Regions from separate parts of the Mus musculus genome. Here region 2 is linked to region 1. A link is a contact called in public capture Hi-C data. All regions are on one chromosome and are shown on one strand. Each heading gives the region's core, a stretch centred on a gene start, on an enhancer-like site or on the middle of the called end of the contact. The rest is flanking DNA. Distances are from core to core; before and after follow the strand shown. Region 1 has its middle 18 kb from the start of Gm39847. Region 2 overlaps Ola1 (Obg-like ATPase 1).

The links. Capture Hi-C pulls out chosen DNA fragments and counts their contacts.
Region 2: a capture Hi-C map of embryonic stem cells shows a contact between it and region 1, with 4 times the contacts expected there. The contact joins two enhancer-like sites. A contact is called at or near these places in 2 of 115 datasets of contacts at active chromatin or transcription factors (embryonic basal ganglia and embryonic stem cells) and 1 of 9 other capture datasets (embryonic stem cells).

What each region holds. Positions count from the first base shown.
Region 1 is chr2:72,445,190-72,448,192 of GRCm38.p6, forward strand. No RefSeq gene overlaps it. Among named protein-coding and RNA genes, the nearest start is that of Gm39847, 18 kb to the right of the region's middle. Within about 2 kb of position 1,607, at least 28 of the 459 cell types and tissues checked have an H3K27ac peak or open chromatin away from gene starts, as enhancers often do. A contact at or near this core is called in embryonic stem cells, where this site is marked.
Region 2 is chr2:73,141,501-73,144,503 of GRCm38.p6, forward strand. It overlaps Ola1 (Obg-like ATPase 1), which reads right to left. Exons shown (of 11, transcript NM_025942.2): 6 at 808-888; 7 at 398-495. Among named protein-coding and RNA genes, the nearest start is that of Ola1, 71 kb to the right of the region's middle. Within about 2 kb of position 1,476, at least 22 of the 459 cell types and tissues checked have an H3K27ac peak or open chromatin away from gene starts, as enhancers often do. A contact at or near this core is called in embryonic stem cells, where this site is marked.

The sequences.
Region 1 (3,003 bases), core at 357-2,856:
GAAGTGGAAAGCAGAGAGTGGCCCAGAAGCTGGAGAGCTGGCCAGCCTAGAAGCAAAGGGAAGCAAAGAAACGAGAGAGACTTGTCTTCAAAATAAGGTGGCAGGTGAGGACTGACACTTAAATGTTGTCCTCTGACCTCCACACTCAGACCATGTGTCCTAGTTAGGGTTTCCATTGCTGTGAAGAGACACCAGGACCAAGGCAACTCTTAAAAAGGACACTTCATTGGGGCTGGTTTACAGCTTCAGAGGTTCAGCCCATTATCATCATGGCAGGAAGTAAGGCAGCATCCAAGCAGGGATGGTGTTGGAGGAGCTGAAAGTTCTACAGCAAGTCAAACAGAAGACTGGCTGTCACATGGCTAGAGGGAGGGTTTCAAAGCCCACCCCCACAGTGACATACTTCCTTCAACAAGGCCATACCTACTCCAACAAGGCCACACCTCCGGATAGTGCCACTCTCTAAGCCAAACACATACAAACCACCATACTGGGCCTTGTTGGTTTTTTCTTTTTAAGATTTATTTATTTTTATTTTATACATATGGATGTTTTGCTGTCACTCAAATACACACAGTCAGACAGACACACACCATACGCACCATACACACACACACATACATGATTAATATAAAAATGGTAAATGTTACATACATAGAAAATTAATTAGCTAAAAAAATTTTACTCTGTGTTTGTATTGCCAAAAATCACTTCTCAATACTTATATAGCTGGTCTAATTGTTTATCTATAAATACAGAATCAAAATATCCTGGGGTCTTCTGAGAGTGGTCAAAATATCCAGTAGTTCAACATACCAAGGTCAAAACATCCTAGAGTAGCTCAAGGCGCTCCGACTCCACTGCAGCTCTTGCAATGCAGAGTCCTGAGATAGTTACAAGCTTTCCAGGACCCATCTCTATAACGAATCCTTCCTCCTTGACAAGTTAGTACAGGTGTGGTATGCTCTGTAGCTCTGGTTCCAGAAGCTGCTATCAGGAGGCATCATGATCTAGTTGTATGAACTTGTCCAGGATGCAGCATGACTTAATTCTGAGATAACAGAGACTGCACTTCAAGAGCCTTTGAACAATTGCTTGCCATTGTTGACTTGGAGAACTACCTTGAAGCCTGTCTGGCCTGAGGAGAAGAGAGAACAAGACAGGGCCTAGCTCTTCCCATCTACCTGCCTTTTCTGCCTTATGAGGTGACTGGAGTGGCCAAATCAACGGAGAGTTTCCAAACATTCATTGCTCATACCAGTGGCTTCTTTCGCAGTCTCTTGCCTATTGCCTAACCAGTGGCCATGTCTGTCCAAGTCAACACAATAAAAACTGGAGACTTCTCTGACCTTACAGTTCATTCACAATTAAAATGAAGACTAGATGCTGATAACTGGTGTTTCTCTTACTACTGGAGAAGTTCCTTCCCTACCAACAGCTGTGTTTCTCTCAGTTCTGGCTGAGAGAAAAAAAGTGAGCAAAACCTTCACGTGGGCTATCCTCTGCCCAAGTTCACATAAACAACAGGATTAACCAGCAGGGCTCTCCCAAAGTAACAAGGGTATCCACTCGGTCTGCAAAGTACACAGCTGTGGTGGTGATGATCATGTGACCAAACTCGTGAACCTTTTCTGTATCGAGCTTCCTCAGGCCATTGAGCCATGCAAATTAGTCATCCTTTTGTCTGCTGAAACTTTGTACACCCCCAACCTGCTTCCACAGTCAACCTTCAGCCCAGAGCTAAAAATGCTGCTCCCAGTAGGGAATTCCACGATCTCCAGCTGCCACTGTCCTGCCCTGTGCACAGAACTACTTGACTGCTCAGTCATGTTTATCTCTAATGGAATTATCCCCAAGTTTGTCTACATTTGCTTGCTTGCTTGCTTGCTTGCTTGGCCAAGCTATTAGCTGCATGGAGCAGGAACTACATTTGGTTATTATATTATATAGTATATATGTTATATATAATATATCATGTCATATTTCTTATATTACAATACATTACATTATATTATTATATCTTGGTCACCAGTATAGCTTTTAAGTGGTACTCAACTTATTTATTAATGAATGGGACAGCTAATTAATCAGACTACCAAGCCTTCAGATCTTCAAATTCTTCTTCAGTTGCACACTCATTGTCATTAATAGGCACCTCCAAACCAAAAAAAATAGATCTAGTGTTAAAATAGTTACCTTTCTGAGATTGTCTGTCTATCTCTTGTGAGCTTGCAATGAGAGTCGGTCCCTGAGCACAACTCCAAGAAGAGACACCAGTTATGTTCTGAAGCCAATTCTGGGTATCCTGAGACCCTTCTAGGGAATGGCCAGCCTGGTTTTCCCAGGATGCCTCTCCTTGCCTTGTAGGAAATTGGATTCATTTTCCATTTTGAGTTTGTACACTTAGCACAGGACTCTGAATGCAGACCTTCCGTTACTGCCTGTCACAGGAATAACAAAGAAGAGATGCAGGGTGAATTGGTGCACAGAGCTGTGCACAAAATGTGCCCCACAGTCACCTCCCCTCCCCCCTCCCCCATCCCCCAGGCCCTAAGCCCTCTCACTAATGGCCTCACCATGTCCATTCAGGCTGAGGATGGGCGCAAGACAATTCAAGATGCGTCAGCTGGCTGTGGCTGTTTATCAAGATGTCCAAACTGGCTCCTTTGCTACGTGTAGGCGATTTAATTTCGAGCCTAATTTTAATCTGCACTACACTGTATGTCTGCATCTGCTGTGTTAAAGCCATCATTAGCATTTAAAGGGAAAACTGATGGTATTGATCACTCTTATTAAAACCAAGCAACGGAACAGCCGAGCGACTGAGCAGGCTCTCCAGCCACTGCAGGCCCAGCCAAAGTTGATGTTCTCAGAACATCAACACAGATGGAATTGTGACATGAAAGCAGGGGTGTAGCTGACATCTGCGATGGGCACACACAGCTCACTACTACCCCACGGCACCCCACCCCAGATCCCCAGATCCTGAGCTTCTTAAAAATA
Region 2 (3,003 bases), core at 226-2,725, 700 kb after region 1:
CCCTAGTAGTGGTCTTAAGGTCACCTGCAGTATTAATGAGGCTACAAGATCTCAGTTTCAAACACTTTATTGCACCAAATACATTTACTCTCATTTTGTAACAAAACTAAACAAAATATTTTAAAAAGTTAAATTTGATAAGCAAATATGTATGATTCAAAATTTCCCAATTTAATTCAGTTTGTAATGTTCTCTTAGTGTAAATCATTTAGGAGACTTACCTTTTAAATGTAACACAAGACAAAACTTTCTAATTTTAACATTTTCTGAGGAAAAGATATTAAAATCAAACACATTATTCACACATACACACATACCTATATGCTTATGTTAGTGATACGTATGTGGGTATATCCAGAGATACGTATGTGGGAGTATCCAGGGAAAAAACACTTACCATTTGTTTTTCTTTCTTATATAGTCTTTTTCAGAAAGATTCACCAAGTAGACCATTGGTTTTGAAGTCAAAAATAAGTGTTTATTCAACACTTCAATCTAGAGTAGGAGACAGAGAAAGAACCCTTTTTAAAAGCTTAGTAAATACGGAGTAAAACATTGAATAATTTGAACATGAAAACTCTTTGAGTAAACATTTTCATTTTTATAATACTTTTGTTTATAAAGGGTTAGATGTTATGAAATATTTAAAGTGGGAGATTGGAAAAGGGAAAAAAAAGCTTAGGAATTTACACCGGCTGACAGAAATAAAAGTAACTATATATTACTAAGTATAAGATACTGAGCAGCCCAATTTGCTCTCTAAGCAATCAGAGCTCAGGCAGTAACAGACACAGTATTTACACGTACCTCTTTGTCATTCCAGTCATGATAGAAGCGAACAGGTTTCTTTTGATCTATAACCCAAGACTTGACTTTGCACATTATGTCCTGCACACAATCAAGAAAAAAGTAAATACAAAATGAGCAGTAAGTGTTGGACACTAAGAGCTAAAAGTTTTAAGTCCTCAAAATAAAGATAACTCTTGTAATGAACAGAAATACATTTTTTGTATCTCAAACGAAAACTGATGAAATACTGATGAAACATTAAATTTTGAGTGTACAAAGTCAGCAAAATTAGTTAACATAACAATATGAAAAACTGCAAGACAACTCAATCACATCAAAGATAAAATTTCAGAGTCAATGTTATCTAGTGATGTTACATGCTAGTATGAAATGGGGCGTATCCTAAAGAGAGACTAAAGTACAGCTTTTCCTTAAAAATATAAACAAAATAACTAATTGAACCTATGACTGACTATTTACTACAAAATATTAAATGAACTGACCCAAACCTTTTTTCTTCTGAATTAATTTTTTTGCCAACCCCTTCTCCCTGTCACTTCTTCACTGCTCCCCCCACCCCAACCTGCCAAAGCCTCCATTACACAATGGCAAGAGCCCTGCACTGGTGACCTCCAACCAGCTGCATTCACTTTCAGAACATCTCTCTCTGCTGGAAATCTAAAGGCCTTTTAGTTAGCAAGCTAGTGTGCATTCAGAAGGAGGAACTGCGGGAAGAGGCTGGCGGGCTTTGTTTCTCTGGCCTTTCTTCACAGAAAGATTAATCATCTGTGAAATGGAAACGCCAAACAGCAAGTGACACAAACTGAGCCCTTCCAGCCTTTCCTCATCAGTTCTGTGGGCCCGAGTCTAAGAGCTGCGTGTGGCCAGGGCTCCTTACAGCCTGGCAGGTGTTAATAAAAGGCTCTCGGGGCTGAAAGGTCAAACCGGGCTCTTCCACAAGAGGCATATTTGAGAATCATCTGGGCCTTCTGTTTTGAGGACATTTTTTTGTTTTGTTTTTGTAAAGATAATTTATGGACCTGCTTTAAATATTCATTTCTTAAAATTTGTTGCAACACAATTATTAGTAATAGATTTCCTGAGAGTATTTTTATATTACTATGACCAGTTATTGTGTTGTAAATGTCCATTTGTATAAATTATCTCTATATTTAGTATACCTTCTTTGCAAATCTTACTGTTACCAACAAGAAAAATAAAGAAAAGGCCCTATATCCTTCGATCCTGATTTGAAGTCCCCCAGGGAAAGGACTTCCCATGGATTTTAACAAGGAAGGGGCAAGACGAAAACTTTTAATGAAATTGAACATGTTCTGCTTAAGAATAATCACTTTTACTCTTCTATAACTGAATTTCACTCATAAATGTTTAAAAGTGGCTAATGTAACACCATTTCCTACAAGGAGAAGATCAAAGTGCTATATTACAAATGCATTATGATTAAAAAAGCCCTGTGCAGCCTTGCTATTAACTGTTCTTTAAACCCTAAAAGGCTTCCCATAGATCTCACTTGGCACTGCATATACAACCTTTGACAAGTAATGTAGACCATTTTTATTCATTGCCTAAAATTGTAGGCAATTATGTGCGTCACACTGGCCACCTGCAAATCCTGAATGCCTGCTGCAGTTGTCAGTGCAAAAAAACTAATGTCGGAGGGGATTAATCTAGGGGGAGAGAGTCCTCTTTAATGGCTCCAGCAGGTGAAATGGCCCAGCTGGTTACTATGATGAGTGGCCAGAACAGCTTATGTAGAGACATGCAACAAGATTATACAAAAGAAGGAAACAGAGGTACCATCTTATACTTCCTTCCATTCATCCTTTTCATTAAAAAAAGAAAGTAGACAAAAGAAAGCCAATTCAAAATAAGAAAGGGAATTAAATTTTAATCATATAAAAAGTATAAAATACTTTTGTGACAATAAACATTTTCACAAAGCCACAGGGCCTCAATGAGTGCTGATCACTAGTGAAGGAATTTCAGGTTCTCTTCATTTAAAAGTAACTCAATCTTGCCTCAAGCACAGAGGCTGTATCACAGAGGTATTCTGGCATCCGTTTTGGTGTTTTTTCTTTCACACTATAAACTAGGAACCAAGTCCACTGCAGTCCACCAACAGTGTTCTCCTCAGAAGCTACTGTTGTATTAGATTACTGAACGATGCCAGTTTTAGCTGAGACAAACCAGAAG